Regions from separate parts of the Mus musculus genome. Here region 2 is linked to region 1. A link is a contact called in public Hi-C data. All regions are on one chromosome and are shown on one strand. Each heading gives the region's core, a stretch centred on a gene start, on an enhancer-like site or on the middle of the called end of the contact. The rest is flanking DNA. Distances are from core to core; before and after follow the strand shown.

The links. Hi-C and Micro-C count contacts between places; a contact is called where the count stands out from the background.
Region 2: a contact with region 1 is called in a Hi-C map of bone marrow-derived macrophages, with 34 read pairs. The contact joins two enhancer-like sites. A contact is called at or near these places in 2 of 39 promoter capture datasets (cranial neural crest and liver), 1 of 15 datasets of contacts at CTCF or cohesin (pro-B cells), 5 of 484 Hi-C or Micro-C datasets (B cells, bone marrow-derived macrophages, cerebral cortex and 2 more), 7 of 115 datasets of contacts at active chromatin or transcription factors (bone marrow-derived macrophages, embryonic forebrain, embryonic midbrain and 3 more) and 2 of 9 other capture datasets (adipose tissue and embryonic stem cells).

The regions. Positions count from the first base shown.
Region 1 is chr8:122,004,133-122,010,401 of GRCm38.p6, forward strand. It overlaps Banp (BTG3 associated nuclear protein), which reads left to right. Exons shown (of 14, transcript NM_016812.4): 9 at 1,420-1,550; 10 at 2,959-3,030; 11 at 3,621-3,659. Among named protein-coding and RNA genes, the nearest start is that of Mir7237, 29 kb to the left of the region's middle. Within about 2 kb of position 3,754, at least 56 of the 459 cell types and tissues checked have an H3K27ac peak or open chromatin away from gene starts, as enhancers often do. A contact at or near this core is called in bone marrow-derived macrophages and cerebral cortex, where this site is marked.
Region 2 is chr8:122,265,997-122,272,265 of GRCm38.p6, forward strand. It overlaps Zfp469 (zinc finger protein 469), which reads left to right. Exons shown (of 3, transcript NM_001362883.1): 3 at 1-6,269. The coding sequence ends at 5,368. Among named protein-coding and RNA genes, the nearest start is that of Zfpm1, 13 kb to the right of the region's middle. Within about 2 kb of position 3,620, at least 50 of the 459 cell types and tissues checked have an H3K27ac peak or open chromatin away from gene starts, as enhancers often do. A contact at or near this core is called in bone marrow-derived macrophages and cerebral cortex, where this site is marked.

The DNA of each region.
Region 1 (6,269 bases), core at 2,504-5,003:
GTTTCTAGGACGCTGCTGGTGAGGCAGGCAGGTAGGCACTTGCTTTCAGAAGAGGTCCTGGGCTTGGGGATGTCCTTGCCCCTCAGCACCCTTGGGTGTTGTGAAAGTGCACTGCTTTGTCAGCTGAGGAGGAGACATTCTGTGTCTGTCCTAACATGCCACATTTGTGGCAGAGTTCTGATTAAGCGGAGTGGTGACTAGGCCAAGGGACTTCTGGGATCTTTGTCCTTGTTCTGTTTGCATTGTTGTTGTCATAGCAACGCTAGTCTGGTATTCAAGACTATTTGGTGATGGTAAAATGTAATTAAGCCAGCATTCTGTTAATTTGGAATTGGTATTGATTCCAGCTGGGTCACCTTGTTACCTTAGAATTGTTAGCAGAGACAAGGAGACACCGCACAATACTACAAATGACTTCCTTTTTTTTCTTTACAAATATTTACAAGTTTCATCTTGTATTCCATTTTATTTACTTCATATGTGTCTTTTCACATGCATGCCCCTGTGCTGTGTGTCGGTTCCTGGTAGTGAGGATGTGTGTGGTATGGACATGAGTGGAGCTCAAGAACATCTTTCGAGAGTAGCGCTCGCTCTTCCTTTTTCTGTGGTTTCTGGGGATGAGACTCGGGCTGGCAGGCTTGGTGGCAAGTGTGTTCACCTATTCAGATATCTCACTGTATATTTCTTCTTCATACAAAATGGTAATTACTTTCTCAGGGTTCAGGGCGTTACACTGTTTGCCCAACATGTTTGTTCTCATCAATTATTACAACTCTCTGCCACAGAAGTGCATAGTATACATTGAAAATTTAAAAAGAAATTACAAACAATTTTTTTGTTTCAGAAAATTCTGCTTGTGATGACATTACAGTTAGAGGCTGAAGTGTCTAGCATGCTGCGGCCTTAGGCCCAATCCCCAGTACTGGGGGAAAATCTTTATAGTTAGTATTACAGTTAAAATTAATATAACTTATATCAAACCGAATGTCCCTTACTTTGATTAAACTTAGGAAATAAACTGTGCTGCAGATGCATCTTTGAGTTAATTTTGTCTTGGAGAAATGCCACATAGTGCAACTCTAGAGCAGGGTTGGTCCTAGCAGAGCCCTGTGGGTCATTTCTGTGGACAGACCTCAAGCCCTGCAGTAGTTCAGCAGTTTGTCTAGGTGTTTGCAGGAGAAACACTTAGTCACAACGGTGTCACTGAATCTTAAATCTCTGTCACAAATCTCAGTTCCCCTGACTTGCAGTTGACAACTCTGCAGAGGAGAGATGCGCTCACCTGAAACTGGGAGCCAGGTGCCTTTCCTCTTCTGTAGAAATTGAGGTGGGGAAGACGTGAAGGTGCCAAGATGACAGGTGTCATTCACTCTGTGTGTGGGACCTGAGGGATTCTGACACTTGTCCTGTGTTCCACAGAGACCATGATGGGAACCCCTCCTCCCACCAGTGAGCTACAGCAGTCACAGCCACAGGCCCTACACTACGCCCTGGCCAACGCCCAGCAGGTCCAGATCCACCAGATTGGGGAGGATGGACAGGTGCAAGTAGTACGTATCCCGTTACTCCATGGCGGGGGGGGGGGGGTGCTGTGTTCTGAGGCGTAGACAGTGCAGAGGCCAAGCAGTCTTGCACCCTCTGAGCAGACAGCGGGAAGCCGCACCTCAGAAGCTGCTCAAGAGCGGGACTTGGGGGCGGCACTGGGGAGCTGGAGCTTTTAGTCCACCGTGCTGTGGGGCTGTTTTAAAGGCAACAGAGCGACTCTGAGTGGTGGCTCTCTTGGGCTTGTTGATTGTGTGACTGACTCGACCCCAGCAGGTATTCATCTGGCTAGGGGCAGCTCTGAGAGCAAGCCATGGGCCGCCTTGGCACAGGTTCCCGTGAGCGGTGAAGCTGAGCGGTGAAGCGGAAGCGGCCCGGCCCCGCCCCTGGAATAGGCTCTTTGCTATAAGATCTGTTTGGGCCAAGATAGGATTTAAAAAATAGGGGCTGGTGAGATGGCTCAGTGGGTAAGAGCACCCGACTGCTCTTCCGAAGGTCCGGAGTTCAAATCCCAGCAACCACATGGTGGCTCACAACCATCTGTAACAAGATCTGACGCCCTCTTCTGGAGTGTCTGAAGATAGCTACAGTGTACTTACATATAATAAATAAATAAATCTTTAAAAAAAAGCAACTTAAAGGTTATGTTAAAAAAAAAAGGATTTAAAAAATAAAAAGATTTATTTTTATTTTTAGTAGTGTATAGGGTTTGTGCATGTGAATGCATGTGTTCACAGAGGCCAGAAGAGGGCTTTAGATCTTCCGGAGCTGGAGTTATGTGGGGTATTGTGAGCTGCCCAACGTGGGTGCTGGGAATTGAGCTCAGGGCTTCTACAAGAACAAGTGTTCTTAATCTCTCCTGCCCCAGATTGGATTTTGATAGGAGTCGGAGCCTCAGGCTTCTGTGCAGACACATTTGTCAGTTGTTTCCGTGAGCGAGCTAGCTTCCTTCCTTCCTTCCTTCCTTCCTTCCTTCCTTCCTTCCTTCCTTCCTTTCTTTCTTATTGGCTATTTTCTTTATTTACATTTCAAATGTCTTCCCATTTCCAGGTCTCCCCTTCGAACTCCCCCTATTCCCTCCCCTCTCCCTGGCCCCCGTGAGTTGTTTAAATGTGAGTTTACCATCTGCCCACTTGAGTGCAGTGCACAACTAACTCCTCCCATCTGCCACCCGTAGCTGCACAGTTGGTAAATCCTGTGATGAGCAGTTACATGATTTACCATTGTGGAGGCTGTAGCCGGAGCTCAGTGTGTGCACACTTCTCACCGCCGCCCAGGCTGTGGAACCAAAGCTCCTTGCTCCCCAGCAGTTTCTGAGGTGCCGGAAGCAGCCAGGCAGGGAGGTGGCAGAGGGCTCTTGCTGTTCCCTTCAGTTTGTTTTCCTCTGATGCTTCTTGGTGTCTTCTCTTGTTGTGGATCCCACAGGGCCACCTCCACATTGCCCAGGTGCCTCAAGGGGAGCAGGTGCAGATCACACAGGACAGCGAGGTGAGTCAGGGGTCCTGTCATGGTCCCAGGGCCATACAGTCCTGCACTCTGTGTGGAACCAGTGGCATTCTGGCAGAGCCTGGGATGCTCTCTAGGAGAGACTGCCTGGTGCGGGGGTGGGGTGGGGGATGACTGGGACGCTTTTCTGGTGTCCTTTACAGTTGACGATGGTGTGCAATGAGCTCTGTGGAGAGGCACTGCACACTCAGAGGGTCCTCTGGTCCCAGCAGCGGGAGCAGCTCCCTAGCTATTATGACTCAAGCAGACAGTGCTCTGATAATATATTCTTGCTATGGGGACACGGCTCTGCTATGGGCCATCTGGGCTACTGTGCACACACCTTGTGAATCTACAGTTGTTTAAAAGAAAAAAAAAGGTGTCCTCATTCATGGGTCAGAGTTGATCATTCGTGGGTTTAACGTTTTATGATTTTAATATAAGAGAAAAAGCTAGAGATTCAGCTTATACTACTTGTTTTGCTTCTGTGGGTTTTATTGCTAAAAGGGGTTGAATTTTTATACTTAGTGGTTTCCTGGTTATTTCTGAATCGTGTAGGGAAGTTCTCACTGTTCCCTTTTTGCACTGTACAGGGCAATCTGCAGATCCATCATGTGGGTCAGGATGGCCAGGTAAGTGCTCACCCTTCCCACGCACTCCTTCTCACTGTGGCCTGCATACAGGCTGTACTCCTCAGCACGGGGCACTGCTGTCGGGTGGGGTGGGGTTGCCTCCAGCGAGGGAGCGGAGCTGAGCTGGGCTGTCCGGGATGTGTACAGCAGGGCTCTGTCCTGCGCTTGTCCTTCCTGGGCGCTCACATTGGGTTTTGCACTGGAGAAGAAACTCCCCCCTAGTTTCTGCAATGCTCCCTGAAAATCTGACGGACGAGGTAGGCTTGGTTAAATTTAAGCACTTCCTGTTCTCCCGAGAGAGGAGAGCAGGTCTCTGTTGTATATACTCGGAGGACTCATGTGCTTACTAAAGTGCCCCAGGCAATGGGTCCCCAGCAGGATGTGCCACTGGCAGGGAGGGAAGCTGGTGCTGGCAGTGGGGGTTTGTTTGCACTGTGTGGCCTTTAAGGAGTTTTTGTGAAGATTGGTTTTAGTTCTGAGTTCTGAGTAGTCAGGACAGGCTTCTGTTAGTGCAATGTGGCTTTCACTGTGAAGACACACAGAACTCACTCACCACACAGGAGGTTCCGCTCCTTGTTTTCCAAAACTAGCACTGCCTGTGCTGGAAGACCCATGCGGCTTCCTCGTGCTCCCGCCTTGGAAAGAGAAGAAAAGAAGTCCCAGGCATTTCTGCAGAGCTTGAGCAGTTAGGAACAAGTAGCAGAGGTTGGTTCTCTTGGAGGTCTCTTGCTGTCAGCTGGGACAGCAGAGGCCCGGCCAGGCTTGCAGTTGGCTCCCCTCTCTGCCTTTGAGGATGTGGTTTGGCTTTGGTTGTCGGTGTTCCCCATGGGCAGGCTGTACCTTTCTGTGGCTGAGGAAAGTGAAACCCTCCTCAGGTCCCCACTGTTTGTGTTGTGAAGAGAGTTCCACCTGGAGTGGGAAATAAACACAGTGGGCTTTTCCTTGTCCCTGACCACTTAACATGAGGGCAGAGATCCCAAGGTCAAATTCCAAGCATGGCAGCTCATGGCATGGCCACAGACATCCAGTCATGGACAGTGAGGCTGTGAAAGAGCCATTGCCTCAGCTCCAGGTAGTGACACCTCTGGTTCTGCCCCTGCCTCCAGTGTCTCAGAAGCCTGTCCCTGCTGCCCGCTCAGCTCCAAGCAGCCTCCCTACAAGAAGCTGCCATGTTGGTCACTTGTCACACTGAGAAGTAACTTGTCCATCTTTAATTCTTTGTGCATATTTTGTTTCTGTCCCCTGCTTCCCAGTGTCACTGTATCTGGGACCGAATATCAAAGGGCACTCACTGCTGCCCCCTTCTCTCCCAGTGGCAGCTTGCCTTCGGATGGCCATGTGCAGCAAGCGCTCAAGAAGAGCTGCTTCCTGCTGGGCCGTTAGCTGGTTGTCCTAGCTTTCCACTTGCGGAGATTCTGCCTTCATTTTGTCATCTGTCTGTTCAGTCACCTGACTCAGAATGGCTTCACTTATGGTGCAAAAGGCACAAATGCTCCACTTACCTTGATGTCCTCAGTGGAGCTAAAGAGCCCAGACCTGTGCTGGGACAGTCAGCTCTGTCACCTCTCCTCTTCCTAGGTCCACAAGAGGATTGTGCCTGTTGGTCTTGGATTCTTTAGCTGCGCTGGTCTCAGGTCTTCCAGCATCTTCGTGGGAATGCTGGGCTGTTTTCCTGAAGACTGACTGCAGGCACTGGCTGGAGATGTATGGGGAAGGTGTTGATTAGGACGCTGTCCTCAGTTGTAAAAGCTTGGGAAGACATCTATGTGGGAAGGTGGTGGGGCTTGCTGCATCAAGGCTGCAGCAGGGTGACAGGGGCAGCTGTGTCCCCAGAGGGAGGCTGTCTGCCACAGGAGGACTTGGGCACCAGAGATTCAGGGTTAATGAGGTTAGAGCCATCTGAGCTTGGGCTGTCAGGTGCACAGCTACTCCCGGTGTAGATAGCTGCTGTGGACAAGTGTGGTCAGAAGGGGCCATTGGGTAATGGGAACGTTTGCAGCTTCAGTGGTTGTTCTCAGTGAGTGGTGTGGGAGTGGGTGGGCTACGTGCTCTCCACCTCTGCTCCTTGTATGCTCTAGCCAGCTCTAGAGGGGCTCTGCTTGCTCTTGGCCATTCTAGCCCTAAGGGTCACTGCTGTCTGCCAGTTGTTGTCCCACTTCAGGTTTCCAGGCCTTTGCTGCAATGGCCAGTACTCAGTATCTCTGTACTCTGTACACAGCACTCAGTATCTCTGGATTCTGTACACAGTACTCAGTATCTCTGTACTCTGTACACAGCACTCAGTATCTCTGGATTCTGTACACAGTACTCAGTATCTCTGTACTCTGTACACAGCACTCAGTATCTCTGGATTCTGTACACAGTACTCAGTATCTCTGTACTCTGTACACAGCACTCAGTATCTCTGGATTCTGTACACAGCACTCAGTATTTCTGGACTTTGTACTCAGCACTCAGTATCTCTGGACTCTGTATACAGCACTCAGTACTCAGTATCTCTGGTCAGTAGAGGGAGTAGGCAGGGGATTCCCTGGATAGTGAAATATAAACTTTAGCAGGATCCTTTAAAGCATGACTTAGAAGGTCTTTGTCTGGGTTCCCACAGCTGTG
Region 2 (6,269 bases), core at 2,370-4,869, 260 kb after region 1:
TCCCAGTGACCTTGAGCCGATGCCCCAGGAAGACCCTGAGACCAGAGTCAAGCCTAGTAAGCCACTAGCACCTTCCTCCTACAGAGACCTACCCAGCCCCGATGATCAGCCAACCTGTCCTGTCTTGGTACCTCTGGGTGCCAGTTATGGCCTAACCACCAAAGAGGCTGAACCCCCAGCATCCCCTACACTATTGGTGACAAGCTGCTGTGGCCCTGAAGAGCCTTTATCCCAGCACTCTCTGCTGGGGACCAGCAGTCCCAAGGACCCTCCCGTAGGCTCACTTGGCTCCATCAGTTTCTCGGCCCCTGTATTACTAGAGAGGAACAGCCCCAAGGGCATCGCAGTAAGAACATTAGAAGATTCTGGAAAAGAGGAGCTGAGGCTATCTCCTGCCCATTCCTCCGCTCCTCCCCTAGGGGATCCCAGCTCCCCTAAAATGACCATCGAAGCTGCCCCTCTGACCAGCATTGCCCCCAAAGATGGCCTAGATTCAGGTGAGACACTTGAGGTGCCAGCCCCCCACTGCATGGGAGCCCCATCCCTCAGCAACCCAGAAAGGACATACTCCAAGGGCCCTTCCTTAGGGCCTGTGAGCAGCACTCCTTGCCCTGGCCACGGGGAAGGCCGCGGCATTATAGCTGTGCCCACAGACCTTGCCACACTGGAGACTACAGGGCCAGACTCTCAAATCTGCCAAGAAGATGGGGCAGACGTCAGCATCAAGGAACAGGACAACCCAGAAACACCTGGGACAAGACACTGCAATGTGACAAAGGTAGCCAGAGCCAATGCCCGAGGCATGCCCACAGGGCTCCACTTGACCCTAGAAACTCCTCTGAGCGGCACATCCAGCGACTCCAGGTCTGACTCTCCTCAGTACCACATCAGTATCTCCCATCGCCCTCCCCAGAAGAACTTCTCCGACCCCCAAGACCATAAACGGAGGCCCCGTGGACTGAACAAAAAGCCAGAGCATGCAGAGCAGACCCCAGCTGAGCTACCCGAGACCTGCCAGCTCTGCTCAGCCTCCTTCCGCTCCAAAGCGGGCTTAAGCCGGCACAAAGCCAGGAAGCACCGGCCACAAAGGGAACCTAGATCCCTGCTGAGCCCCATGCCTGTGCCTGCTTGCCAGCCTTCAGATCCCATGACCAAAGCATGCCAGACTCCTGGGAAGAAAAGCCACAAGGTGTCTGAGAAGGGAAGACCGAGTCGCCCGGCCCTGGGGGCTGGCCGCTCTTCTGGACCACCTCCCCTCCAGGACACCATGGGTCCTGAGATACTAAAAAGGACTAGTGAGAAATCTGAGGGAGCTGGGACACTAGACACTCCCCTCAGCCAGCACCCACCCACCCTAGGCCTCAGTGAGCAAGGAGAGAGTGCAGAGGTTCCTGCCTCAAAACCAAGGAGAGCAGACAGATGGGGAACAAACCAGCTCCATCCTGACCAGACAGAAGTGAGGGGCAAGAGGCAAGGTGGACAGCCTGCCGATTCCCCCAGCCACCCAGAGAGGAAACCTAACAGGAAAGGGGTAAAGCTGAGGGCAAGGAGGCAGAAGCATGGTCCCGGAGGCACTACCCACGTGACTTCAGACCTACCAACCGCCTGTGGCCATCCTCTCATCCCCCTGAGCCTCTCGCCTGAGGGAGGATGCAGGCCAGCTGTCAGGCCTCCACCTCCATCCTCCACAGGAGGACCCAGAGCACTGGAAGATGCTGAAGACGTTGGTCCAGGGGCCCTGTGTACAGAGGAGGTACCAGCACAGAAGGCCCCCCAAGAGCATCCGGTCTGTCAAGGGACGATAGAGAAGGAGCATCCGGTGGAACAGAAGGCCACCTGGACACAGTGGTTCTGGGGACCAGAAGAGGCCACGGCATCGGACATTAGTGGAGAACCTTCACGGGCTATTGAGAGCCAGCCTACAGAGGACCACACAGGAGTCAAAGGCAGGTCCGATGAGGGCACTGGGAAAGGGACACCTGACTTACCTGACAGGACACACAGTTCTGAAGTGGACAACACCATCAGTAGCTACCCCCAGGGACCTATCAAAGACCCGGAAACCCAGAATGAAGTCCACGGGTCGGATGGCGCCCCCAGCCCAGAGCAAAGGGACCCTCCAGACTTGTTCGATGATGACATCTCCTTCTCTCGGCTCTTCCCCCTGGATGGCCGCCTCACTCAGAAGAACCTACGAGTCTATGGGAAGCGCTGCCAAAGGCCAAAGTGCCCATCACCGAAGGAGCCCATCGCTGAGGTGATAAACAGTGTCTCACTCGGCTCCACGCGCCTGCCTACCGATCTCAGTGACTCGGGCTCTCTCTGCCTGTCCCGAGAGGAAGAGGATGTGTGGGATGATGAAGTCATGAGTTTGCCCGAGTCCCTCCTCCTCGATGGCCTTCTAAGCAATAAGACACCTGGCCTTGACCCATGGACCCCCAGCCTCAGCCTGTGGGCCCTGGAATCCGACAGGCAAACCAGCTGCGTGGAGGAGAAGCCTTCCTGCTTGATGGAGAACCAAGATGAATGGTCAGAGCCCATCCCGCAGCTGCACATGGTCCCAGCAGCCTGGCGGGACCTGGAACACTGTAGCCCAGCCTGTGAGACAGCCTCTTCTGTTGGAGACATGAGCCCGGAACCCCCTAACCTAGAAAGGGAACATGACAACAGGCCTCCTGGAAATGCCAGCCTGCCCCCACTTTACGTTAAGGACTTTGAGGCTCTCAGCACCCAGCTGGAGATACAAGACCTGTGCTTTCTGAGACCCTGTAGTGACCTTGTTGAACTCTCTAACCCAGGCGCCCTAGACTTCCAGGTCACAGCAAATTCACAAGGCCCTCCAGACAAAAGAATGGAGGGAACTGCCCGGGCCAGACGAGCCAAAGGCAGAGACCTGCGGGTGAAGGGCAAGAGGGCCTCCTACAAGTGCAGGGTGTGCTTCCAGCGGTTCCATAGCCTGGGCGAGCTGGATCTCCATAAGCTGTCGCACAGCCCCTCGCCGCCCCCAACTTGCTACCTGTGCGTGGAGCGCAGATTCAGTTCCCGGGAGCTTCTACGGGAGCACTTGTGGGAGAAGCACGTGCAGGGCAAAGCAGGGCCGTGGGCCTGTGGCATGTGCCTGAAGGAGGTGGCTGATGTCTGGATGTACAACCAGCACCTTCGGGAGCACGCAGCCCGCTTTGCCCGAAATGGCCAGGCGCGGCGAGCCTTAGGAGACCTGCCCGGGTGCTTGGAAGGGGAAAGCGCCCTCACGCACTTCCTGAACACCATTGTGGAGCGAGCATCCAAACCCCAGAGGACCAAGCGCTCGATCGGCAAAGACAGTAGGGAGCCATCAGAGCAGGAAGGAGACGCTGGAAAGAAAACCCCAAGAAGGATGAAGCGCAAGGCACGTGCCTCGGTCACCCCCAGCCAAGATGGCGCCGAAGGAGGCAGCCTATCCGTTCTGACCAGCAGTTCTGCCACCTGCTCTGACTCTGCCAAGACGCCCCCCGCCCCGTCCCCAGACCCTTGGTCCCACGGCGAGTCCCCGCTCCAAGCTGTACCAGTGCACGAGGACTGCAAGGACCCCTCCCGTGACTGCCACCACTGTGGGAAGCAGTTCCCCAAGCCCTTCAAGCTGCAGCGCCACCTGGCGGTGCACAGCCCACAGCGCGTCTACCTGTGTCCCCGGTGCCCGCAGGTCTACCCTGAGCCCTGGGAGCTGAAGGTACACCTGGGCCTGACCCACGGGGTGACAGAGGAGAAGGAGCTCCCACACGTGCCTCTCTATGCCTGTGAGCTCTGCGCCAATGTCATGCACGTCATCAGGAGGTCCTTTGTCTGCAGCTCCTGCAACTACACCTTTGCAAAGAAGGAGCAATTCGACAGGCACATGGGCAAGCACCTGAGTTGCGACCTGCAGCCCTTCACACTCCGGAGTGTTAAGCGGCCAGGGGTTCCTAGGAGGAAGACCCGTGTCTCCCAGGATGTGCTACCCAGCAAGCAGAACAGGCTGATGGCGCCCTTCAGTCCCCCTGAGCTCAGCACTGACAGAATCCCCTCCACAACCAGCCCTACACCAAGTGAGGTGTCCCTTCCTGCACTGCCCCTAGCGCCTAGCCTCATCCTGGACCAGCCCAGTTCTCAAGAGAACCCTGTGGACCAGGCAGACCACTCACCCAGGGGGAACAACCTACCACTGAGTGGCCAGGATCTTCCACCTCCGTCTCTGTCTCCTTTCTCAGCTGCCTCAGCTGAAGGTACAGGCGGCTGCTGCAAGCTGAACAGAACCCTGGAGAAACCAGAACACGAGGCTTCCTTGGGAAGCCTTGAGCCATGTAAATGGCAGGCTCTGGTAGGGGAAAAGAGGGCCCTTCACCTGTTCCCAGGAAAACACAAGAGTCCAGGCAACGGAGACAAGTGTGCCCCTGGGTGTTCCCCAGGGCACCCCTCTCAGCTCCAGGAGAGGCTAGTGACCACACACCACATGGCACCTGAGGGGAGAATAGAGGGTCCCTCCCAGAAGGGCAATGCCACCAAACCAGGAGCCTACTCAAGTACCTCCCATCACAGAGCAGCAGAGCCCACCAAAAAAGCACTGAAGCCACCAGCACCACCCCGAAAACCAGGAGGGATGGGGATCCCAGCCGCAGAGCTGGTCTTGAGTCCTGAGGACAGGGTAAAGCCCAACACTTCTAAAGGTAAACTGCGAGGCACCCCTCAGAGCAGTGGAGGGCTCCAGCCTGGCACTCAGACAGGGGGTGGCAGCCAGCCCCAGCCAACCAGTGGGCAGCTCCAAAGTGAGATGGCCTCCACCCCTACTGAGCCCAGCTGTCCTAGCTGGGCGAGCTCCACCCCGGACCAGCCCCCACCTCGAGCCCACACCAAGGGTAGCACCAGAGGGCCTGGGGACGCTGTTCATCAGGGGGTCCAAGTGCATTCAAGTCCCAGGGAGAAAAGAGAAAGCCATGGAAGACAAAGGAAGGGCCAGGCCCTGGGACTGGGCAGACATGGAAGCGTGGGAAACACTGGGAAAGCCCCCTTGGCCCCCGACAAGTCATCCAGGGCCCCCCGAAAGCAAGCAACTCCCAGCCGAGTTCCCCCTGTCAAGTCGAGACCCAGTGGCCAGAGCAGCAGGGCAAGGCCACAGCCATCAGCACAGCGGAAAGGGGATCCAGGCCACACTTCAGAAAAGGGCTCTTTGCCCCAGGCAAGAGCCCTGTCCAGGCCCTACAAAAGGGTCAGAGCTCTCCATGTCAGTGGTGTTGCGCCTATGGAGCCCCGAGACCGCCGGACTGCAGAAGCCCAGAGCGACCTCCTCAGTCAGCTGTTTGGGCAGAAGCTGACCAGCTTCAGAATCCCTCTGAAGAAGGACAGTTCCCAGTGACCCAAAAGAGAGGATGCGTGGGTGCCCGGCTGATGGGCTTCTGTCTGGCCTCCAGCATTGGAGACAGCTCCCTGGTAGACCCACTGCCTGTTTCTCTGCACCTGAGTTTCCAGATTCGAGGCCTGAGAACAGGGCTTTGGCTGGAAGGCTGGGAAGGACCGGTCTCTACCGCCCAGGGATCACCTGCTTCCCTAGTGTCAAGTACTTGAAGAGAGCAGGTTGCATCCCATCACCGCCACCACACCCTGTTGGCCAGGTGTCTCGTGCTGTAAAGCTTGTGTTTGAGGGTTTGCACAGGGTTCCCCGTCTCTTAGCAGGGAAGCACACAGTGGCAGCTGCCTTTTCTGCTGCCATTGTTAAAATTCCAAAGTGTCATGGGAGAGGGCCATGCTGTCTACTTGGGCCATTTCTGAGCCACCTGGTCTTTGACAGCATGACAGGACCACCCTCCCCCACCCGCAACCACAAAATCGCGCTGGCCTCCAGCTGCACTGCTGATCTCTGCAGCACCTTGTCCCCACCCCACCCCACCCCCCACCCCTGGAACTGGGTTCCTATAGGGAATGCAAGAAGGCCCTTCATGGCCAGCATCCTGTGGGTCCCTCAGCCCTACGGCCCCTTCCTAGTGCCTTCTTTCCCCATGGGGCTCCAACTCTAGGTCCCAGAAAGCCTGGTCCAAAGGCTCTGGTGCTACTCCCGTGCTGTAATGTGAATACAGGCTCCCTGGTCTTCTTTGAACCACGGGATGATTAGAGTGGGGAGACCTAGCCAGAGAGGCTGCAGCCCAGGACTCAAGAGAGAGCCTCATCCACCGGTCTCCCCAGTTGAGCTCCAGCCCAGGGTCCCAGCAGTGAAGGGACCCCCCAGGCTGGGCTGTGGGTCTGGTCTGTGCACTGGCACA